2 separate regions of the Mus musculus genome follow, and region 2 is linked to region 1. The links are chromatin contacts, called in public promoter capture Hi-C maps. All regions are on one chromosome and are shown on one strand. Each heading gives the region's core, a stretch centred on a gene start, on an enhancer-like site or on the middle of the called end of the contact. The rest is flanking DNA. Distances are from core to core; before and after follow the strand shown. Region 1 has its middle 55 kb from the start of Hmgcll1. Region 2 overlaps Hmgcll1 (3-hydroxymethyl-3-methylglutaryl-Coenzyme A lyase-like 1).

Region 1 (4,750 bases), core at 2,082-4,581:
GCAGAGTCTTTCAGGAAACAAATATATCAGGCTCCTGTCAGCAAGCACTTTTTGGCATCCACAATAGTGTCTGGGTTTGGTGACTGTGTGTGGGATGAATCCCCAGGTGGGGCAGTCTCTGGATGGCCTTTCCTTCAGTCCCTGCTCAATACTTTGTCTCCCTATTTGCTCCTATGAGTATTTTGTTCTAAAAAGGACCGAAGCACCCACACTTTGGTCTTCCTTCTTCTTGAGCTTCATGTGGTCTGTGAATTGTATCTTGGGTATTTCGAGCTTTCAGTCTAATATCCACTTAACAGTGAGTGCATACCATGTGGGTTCTTTTATGATTGGGTTACCTCACTGAAGGTGATATTTTCTAGTTTTATCCATTTGCATAAGAGTTTCATGAATTCATTGCTTTTAATAGCAGAGTAGTACTCCATTGTGTCAATGTACCACATTTTCTGTATCTATTCCTCTGTTGGGGGACATGTGGGTTCTTCCCAGTTTCTGACTATTATAAATAAGGCTGCTATGAATATAGTGGAGCATGTGTCCTTGTTATATGTTGGAGAATCTTTTGGGTATATGCCCAGGAGTGGTAGAGCTGGGTCCTTAGGTAATATCTGGCTTGAATTGGCCCATTTCACTGATGGAGGAAAAAAAAAAAAAGATCCCTCTTGTGCAGCGTACTGTAAGTTCAGCAGACCTGTGTCCTGTTTCCTGGCTGGCCAGCAGCTGCCCTGGAGTGCTTTGTTCAGCTTGCTTTCTTGTATAACCCAGAGCCTCCTTCCAGAGGCAGCGCAGCACACAGTAGGCTGGATTCCTCTCACATCAAGCATTAATCAAGCAAATATCCCATAGACAGGCTCACAGGCCAACCAAGTGGTGACATTTTCACAATTGAGGTTCCCTATTCACAGGTCACTCCCATTTGTGTTGACAAAAAGTAATCAGCACCCTGTTGCTCTGGTATTTATTCTGTACTAAGTTTAGATTAAGTAATACTAGAAACAGCAACAACAACAGTGTTGACTTGCCACATTGGATCCTTATTTTGGTGTCTGCCCTTTGTCTTTACCGCGTACTTCTCTAAGTATTCATTATACTGTCCGTTCAGTCTGTGCAGAGCTTATGTTCATGCTTGGTGACAGGGACAGTCTCTCTCGTGTCCATCTTATTTAAAACCATAATCTGTTTTGGAATTCTTAAAAAATAAACAATCCAAGCTGACTTTGGATTTGCTTAAAAGAGGCAAATCTCCTTAAAGATGTTCTGAAGTAACTTGCTGAATTAGTGGGTGTTGAAGGCTGGGACTAGAGGCCACATGAGGACTGATGCCATTAATCCTGTGACAGAAACTTCTTGATCATGGGACAGCTGTCAATGACATTAACTGGCAAAGGAGACACTGCTGTCAGCAAGGATTTCCCTCCAAAGTCAGAGCTCAAAGCAGTATTCATTTTAACCCCAAATGCTAATTTGCTACAGCAATTGTCTTGAAAATTAGTTTTTCGTAGGTGAGTGCAGTTTGAGCACAGGACAATCACATATCTGGTGTTTTGTTTTCTAAGTTGAAAGCCTGTGGAAACATATTTTATGGATTGTACTTCATGAAGAAAATGTTTCTAGCATAACAGTATTCAAAGGCTGCTGGCCAGCCAGGAAACAGGACACAGGTCTGCTGAACTTACAGTACGTTGCACAAGATGAAACAAACTATGATATAAAGCCTGAAGAAATACATTTTATGGATTATACTCCATGAAGAGAATGCTTCTAGCATAACAGGGCATTCAAAAGGAGTTAGTCAGCCAGAAAACATGCATGACATATGTCTGTTGAATTTACACTATCTTGCTTTATTTGTTAATAATACCCAGAATTAGTATAACGGTGTGGCATGTAAGTTCTTTTGTGTAGCATTGCTTGGAAACATTTAGAGAAAACACTACAAACATACCATCCTCAGTATGTGACTTCAGATTCGTAATGCCACATTTTCTTTCTTCCCACCAAGGAAGGACAAACTCGATTCTTTCCGCCCAGGTCATTTTAGCCTTAGTGTGTAGTGGTTAAAGATGCAAGCCTTGGGGAAGGAAGCCAGCTCTACAGATCATGCAGTTTGTACTTCACAACACTTACTCTGAAGTGGAAACACATGCTTTCTTCCCTTGCAGCCAGCCACTAAGTAGCTTTGCCTCTCTTACCCAGCTTAGTGACCTGGAGGCTCCTTATCTTTGAAATGCAGATAAGGCTGGGAGCTCCAAGTCTGAGAAATTACTGAAGGGACTCAGTGGAGGGCACAAAGCCTGCTACAGAAGAGACATTTGGTAAATTTCAGTTACACTTAGTTTTGTTAACACTGTAAAGCTGGTCAATGAAATATATCTATTTCATCTTCCAAACTTTTCAAAGTTGTTTGTGATTTTGAGTGAGATAAATAGTAGCTGTTTACAATGAATGCATCTTTAGTGATTAGCAATCCTCTCGCTCTTGGTAAATGATTAGAAAATTGAACAGCTTTACATTTAAGGCATTCCTTCATTCTGCTTCTTCAGGGTCTTAACAGTTGATTAGAATCTGGGATATGTCTCCTAGATCTCCTTTAAGTTTATCTTAAAACACACTGCACAACGCTCTTCAGAGTTAAGAATTTAGGGCAAAGGTTAATGGGAACTCAGCTCCTGACTTTAATGACCTTGGTTTTTGTTTTGTTTTTTTTTTTTTTTACATAATGTAGAAAAGTTCAAACTTTTGAAAAAAATTCTGGAAAAAAATTGGGAGTATTTCTTGGCTTCCACATAAAATGCTTTAAAGAAGAAATGGTTGCGGGGACACAACAGTCTCCTGTCATGTCTAGAGCAAGGTCCAGAAAATGTTTTCAAGACTTTGGAAATGTTTGAATAGTACTGCTTTCTGAACTGCCTGCTAGGCATGCACAATGATTCATTTCCTTTATGTAGAAACCAAACCTTTAAGATGATAGGTCAGAGAAGGTGATTTGAATTATATTGCTTTGGAAAAAAAAAAATCCGAGTGAGGCCTTTATGCTCTGTTAGTTACACAACACTAAAGTAAAACAAATGAGTCCTGCTGTAAACGATAATTTATGGCTTGTTCTTTCATAATAAAAAAGTTGAAACTATAATCTTTATAAGGTTTCAACATGCCGTATGTAGTATGTAATACTACATACTATTTACTACATACTGTTTCCCTATGCTAAGAAGTGAGAAAAGAGAATGTAATTGCTTTTGCTCAAGGGCACAGGAACAGTACCAACCCTGACAGTTACCCTGGGTATTTTCCAAAGAACAGTTACTGATCTCTGACACTTCGAGTGTGGTTTTCCATTCAGAGGTTAACCGATTCCTGAGTATCCCAAGCTTTTAATTCCTGAAACATGATCCTGTTGGCATGCACAGGTCTGCTAATAGTTTTGGTTCTCTTTGTAAGACTATGACATGGTTAGGCTATGGTGGTTCTTTTTGGTTTTTAGCATGGAGCTTGCATCCGTGCTTGATTCAGAACCAAATCAACCGACTAAACAAACAAAGCAAAATGGTTTATGAAAGTGTATTCCTAGGGGGCGAAATCTGTGAGAAGAGAAGTTATGAGCCAGAGATGCCTTGCTCAGCCTGTTTCTGTTATTTCATTCTTGGAAGTGTATGCTTTAGGCAAAAGAGCTGGGTTTTATGTAGCTATTGTTGAGGCAATATATGGTCCTTACTGTAGGTGTTAATAGTCTGACTAATAATTTTCCAATCTACCCAACTTCATAGTAGATATATTATATTACATTATTACATATTTATTATGTCTTTTAATAAAATGTAACAGAGCTCAGAAAAACAAACGTTTTAATTTAATAGCACATCTTACCTATTTTACTTTAAGAAATTTTAGGATAGGTTACAGTGAGGATTTTAAACAATGATCTAAATATATTCCTCTTATAACTAGTTCAGTTAACATGAAAGTATTTTTTTCATCAATGCTGAGATTTGAGGCAAATGACTTTACAGTATTGTTTGAATTCTAATTGCAAACCCAAAGGGATGTCCCAGGAAAAATGAAAGTAAAGATTTGGACTGGCCTTGGAAGAGGGAAGCCATGCTATACCTGGGAAGTCCCTGCAAAGTTATAGTATCAGGAAAATGGTAGACAGTGTGCTTAGGAACTTGTCAAGACACTTGGCCCAGCTTCTGAATCTCCTCCCAAGTCTCTTGCTCTCCCTCTCCCTTCCCCACTTCTCTCTGAGGCAGGGTCTTGTTCTTAGTGCTGGCTAGTCTTAACTCACTATGTAGACCAAACTAAAATGCTTGTTTTTAATATTTTAAAATTTAATTTGTGTGTGTGTTCACATGTGTGCCTGAATATATGCATGTATGCACATGTGTGTACGAGCCAATGAGGAACAGAAGTGTCAGATGCTCAGAACTATAGTTACAGAGGGGATGAGCCACATGTGAGCACTAATGAACTGTACTCAGTTCTCTGCAAGAGCAGCCAGTGCTCTTAATTTCTGAGACATCTCTCCAACCTCTCCCCCAAACCTAATATTCCCCAATAAGCTATAATTCTACTGAAATATTAATGTTTAAAATAGAAAGGAATGGCCTTAGAAGAAACTGAGTGTGTTCTGGTTAGCATGTCTTTAGCTACAGGACTTTGTATTAAAATCACGTTGTTTAATATGATTGCTAAGCATACCCCTCAAGTTCTTTTTAAACAGATATTTGTCAGCTTCTAAAATACCAATCAG
Region 2 (4,808 bases), core at 2,055-4,554, 78 kb after region 1:
GGAGGCTGTATTCAGAACTGGAAAGACATCCCCCTGTAAAGCTTTATAGTCTTCTCCAATTATATTGCCCCTGCTTTAAAACCCTAACAAAGCTTCAGGCTTTGAAAACAGAGATCCAAAGCTTTGATCAAGTGAGTGGTTTTGGTTTAGCAGTAGCTTGGTACTAACTTGTTCATGATGCAGCAGGCAGTGTTGCTTTGAATTACTTCAAGCAAACATTTCTCTTGTGAATAGTCCTGTCCTGTCTCATTTGTAAGAGGACAAACGAGCTAATTAGTGAATAAAGGGATACATTTCTCTTTAAATTAGAAGAAGAGATAATAACTATTTTCCCCCAAAAGGTTACATTTAACTTTAAAAGCAAAATCAACTTAGCCCTTGAGTATGGTTTGGTCCTTGATGCCAGGCATTGTAGCATCTTAGAAAAAGGAGAAATTTTAAACAAATATTTGTCAGCATAATATTAGTGTCTTTGGCTATAGGCATCACTCTGAGCAGCCACTTAGAGAGGCCTTTAATCTTTAAGATTTTGAAAATATAATGCTTAGTCACTGTACTTCTGATTCTCACATCTCATTAACCATGCTATCTAACTTGGTGTGACACCCAAGCCTGCATCCTAATAACCAGAGATGATTTACTGTTCAAATCTAATGTGGAAGATATGGCCATTCTGGGACCCAGGCTCCTCCTTATGTTCCTGCTCTTCACTAGGTCCCTCCTAATTTGCTGAGTAGTAGGAAAAGAGACCATGGAAAATACACATCCACATCCCACCATAGCATTCAAGAACTAACATGATTGTGCTTCATTCCTTGCCTTTTGAATAGTAGCTCCTGGGTGTGAGAGTGATGGGAGACTCTGGGCCAGCCAGGTTCACAAAGGCTTCTGTCATATGATCATTATGACAGATCTCCAAGTGGCTCCCTTTTTCTATTTATTTATTTATTTTATACATCCTGACTACAGTTCCCCTGCCCTCCATTCTTTCTAGTCCCTCTTCCACCTCATACTCCCCAGATCCACTGCTCCTCTGTTTCCCTTCAGAAAAAAAAAAAAAAAACAAAAAACAAAAAACAAAAAAGAAAAAAACCGAAGTCCTCCTGGAGATATCAACCCAACACAGCATAACAAGATAAGACTTGGCCCAACCCTCCATAGAAAGGCTGGACTAGGCAACCGACTAGGAGAAAAAGGACCCTGAGGAGGCAAAAGAGTCAGACACCCTAACTCCCACTGTTAGGAATCCCACAAAATCCTAAGCTAAACAGCCACAACACATAAGCAGAAGACCTCGTGCAGACCCATACAGGCTCTGTGATTGCTCATTCTGTCTCCATAAACCCCTATGAGCCCTGCTTGATTGGTTCTGTAGGCTATGTTCACCTGGTGTTCTTGACGACCTCTGGTGCCTATAATACTTCCTCCCTCTTTTCCAGGGTTTGACCTACAATCTGTCCTGCCTACAGATGTGCTGTGGCAATGGTGGCCCAGAGCTTGTGCAAGTGGCCAACCAATAACTGCTCTAACTTAAGACTCATGCCATGAGAGGGAATCCATGTCTGACACTGCCTGAATGTCCAGGGACTGGAAGCTGGATGGCCTAGAGACCTAGGGTAGAACCAAACATGACTGGCCACAAATGACTCCTAATGATATTTTGCTGTGCTCATAGATTGGTGCCTACTCCAGTCACCACCAGAGAGCTTCCTCTGGAAGATGATGGGAACGGATGCAGAGACCCACCACTCTTTTTCTGGATAGTGAAGAAGTGTCAAAGGCATTTTTCACAGCCAGGGACAGAGTGACTGGGATAGTTAAGTAGAGGGTAATATGTGGAACATTTGTTGCATGAGTTTTTGAAGAACAAAACTTTGGCACTTTAAAAATAATCTAACTCTACTTAAACATTTCCCCATACTTTAGCATTCTCTCTCCCTCAGAGTGATTGTTTCATTAATGGGACTGAACAGTCAAAACTTCAAGGGTTCTAAACTGTTAAGATGTAATTAAGGTTAATTACATTGGTCGTAAAGCATCTAGAACTTCTTGCACATCCCATATTGGTTCTGAACTACCCTGTGGTAAATACCATCTTCATAACCAAGATCATGCATGGCTCTTTTGGATTGTAACGGGGTTGGAACAAGCTTTTGTGGGATTTAGAAAGAATAGCAGCTTTGATGCCTTTGATAGTGGCAGATCTTAGAGAGATGGAAAGAAAGCCAAATTTAACAAGACAAAAGAATCAAGTCTGGAGGAAGGCAGAGCTAGAAACAAGTCTCTTGTTTCAGGTTCTCCTACAGTTTACCCTGCGTGTAACATTCCTCTGGAAATGTAGACATATGGAAACACAGAGGTTACCTGGGTCTCTGTCTCTAGGGCATCCACGTGCTGGGATGAAGGGTTGTTGAATGGGCAGTTTTAGGACTGTTCTTGCTCATAATCACATGCATGGATTGTATGTAGATACCTTGACCTTGTGACTCTGTGGGATCTCTGTGCTTTTGGAGGGCTAGAATCGCCCTATAGTATGATTAACTGTGTCTTCTTTAGCCTTTATTAAATTTAATGTAATTGATAGTCAAATAAAAAATGAAGACGCGTTAAGGGTAAAGGTTGATAGTCTGCCTTGGACAGCCAGGTGTGCATGGGGCGTTATATTCAAGCGGCAGGATACACAGTAACCTCTCTTAGACACTGCCCTTTCAGCTTGCAGCTTAAATGTAACCCATGTTCAATAAATTCTGATAGAAAAGGGAACTATAGTTGGTAACCCAACACACCCCTAAGTAATATAACCTCTTGGCATTTCTCTAAGTGCAAGATTAGATCCCCCCCACTGCCTCCAGCTAGCTCTGCTCTCTCCTAAACCTAATGCTTTAGTTATTGTTCATACCCCACAGATGTTCTCTTTAAGGAGTCTGTACCATGTCTGGCTTTTCTAGGTTCCTCCCAAATCCTCACCGAGGTGGGAATCCTTTAGACTGACCACAAACTGCAAAACATTTGTCTCTGTGTACACTTGCTAACTTGCTTAGGACAGAAAGTTGTGGAAGCAATTAGGCACAGTCTCTACAATGGGCACCAGCTGTGCTCTGTACAGTCAACGTAATTGATCAAGTAGCCCCTTACTTCCCACTATGTGGAGAGAGCATTTAAACAGGGCTGGATTTAGATCTACATGGAATGAATGAAAAAAATACACATGCTATGATTTAAGAGCGATTTAAATGCAGTGGCCCCTGGACCACCCCTCATCAGCCTGTTTACATTCCCAACATTAGAGACACCTCTGGGGTTCAAGATATGGGGAGTCTAAAATGAAATAGGCCACCTGGAAAGCAATGTATAATAAAGCCGGTAGCAGCCCCCTCAGCAGTACACAAGGTGCTATGGAAACGCAACACGAATTTTAATTAGAATGAGGAGGGCCAGGAAAGGCGGCTGTTAGAAAGCCATGCCAGGTGAGGAGTCAGTCAGTGAGACTCAGTAGAACAGTCACTGAAAAGCAGAGTTGCTGACAAGTTCTGCCAGGAGACACAGACATGTTGCCAGGCAACCTGAGGCATGGTTGTTTTGCTGTGTTGGCCAGGGCGTAATATTAGGGGCAGCGAGACAAAGGTGCCCAGGTTCAGAGACTCATCAGTGGGAAGTGGGTTAAGCAGTAATATAATTTAAAGGTAGATTGGGGGAGGGGCACGTTTATAAGGATATTTAGAATAAATTAGTGTCTATAAGTGAGTTTTCAATTTTGAAACCTTATAAATAAAATGGAGAGAGCGAAATGTTGGCATCATTAGGGCAACCGAATCTAACTTTATAAAGTGTGAGGCAGCTTCCTGTAGGAAAATATTTAGTACTGTTCTGGGGAAGGTAGGAAAAGAGTTTAATGGAGATGTAAGTTTTAAATAAATTTAACAACTTACTTTTTCTTACATTTGGGACTATTTCCCTCTCATAAATATCCTTACTTTGTATGCATTTTACATAGTCAGACTTCTAGAGGAAATCGGTATCTAAGATCCACATCTGCTGGGTAGAGCCTAGGAACTGGGAGACTTACTTTTAGGATTAAAACCTGTATTGTTAGGGTCGAGTCTTGCCCCCGAAGCTGTCTGTGCTCCCAAGTTATTCTATAACTTCCTGATTTGTAGTCTCACTGTTTCGACCCAACTCCTTTACTGTCTGTCCTTAATAGCTAGAGGTAATGCAACCTCAGGCCACCTCATTCCACCTCCAAAGTCGCTCCTATCCTCCTTCCCCCATAGCTTGCATTTGTCCAGGAATAAGAATTTTCTCCTGGGCCCTCTTAAAACCTGCAGTCCTGATATTTTAAGTTATCCTTTCTACCGCTCCTCTGTTTAATCCTTGCCTTCTGGCTCTTCTTGGAACAGTTAGCACCCGGGCTCATTTTTCCCCAGTCAACTCAAGAACACTGCGCTGACTGTTCTCCCACGGCGTGGAGCTTGGCATCCTTCCTTATCACCCACCTCATTTTGTTTAAGTCTACCTTCTTATGTGAGAACTGTAATGTGGCTGCTGTCCACCCAGCTTCTTCCCCCTCTCTTGAGTTCTTTGTTGCCATATATTATAGTTATTACAATTCCAGTGTCATCTAGAAGTTATGCAAAGAAAAAGCCCTCCTGTGTGCTAAGGTGTCCCAGAGGAATAAACGAAAGAGTCGAGTTTATTAATGTGGCACAGATGCCACAGTTGATTCTGCCGACTGCAATTTTGTCAACCATCCCTCAAGGCATGCCCAGCCTGTAGCATCTGTCCTGGGAGCCTCTGACTGTGGCCTGACG

What was found. Promoter capture Hi-C pulls out the DNA fragments that hold promoters and counts their contacts.
Region 2: a promoter capture Hi-C map of second pharyngeal arch cranial neural crest shows a contact between it and region 1, with 2.4 times the contacts expected there. The contact joins two enhancer-like sites. A contact is called at or near these places in 5 of 39 promoter capture datasets (the 3T3-L1 cell line, the HPC-7 cell line, embryonic stem cells and 2 more).

The regions. Positions count from the first base shown.
Region 1 is chr9:75,957,805-75,962,554 of GRCm38.p6, forward strand. No RefSeq gene overlaps it. Among named protein-coding and RNA genes, the nearest start is that of Hmgcll1, 55 kb to the right of the region's middle. Within about 2 kb of position 3,332, at least 37 of the 459 cell types and tissues checked have an H3K27ac peak or open chromatin away from gene starts, as enhancers often do. A contact at or near this core is called in second pharyngeal arch cranial neural crest, where this site is marked.
Region 2 is chr9:76,035,452-76,040,259 of GRCm38.p6, forward strand. All of the region lies in intron 1 of Hmgcll1 (3-hydroxymethyl-3-methylglutaryl-Coenzyme A lyase-like 1), which reads left to right. Among named protein-coding and RNA genes, the nearest start is that of Hmgcll1, 23 kb to the left of the region's middle. Within about 2 kb of position 3,305, at least 16 of the 459 cell types and tissues checked have an H3K27ac peak or open chromatin away from gene starts, as enhancers often do. A contact at or near this core is called in second pharyngeal arch cranial neural crest, where this site is marked.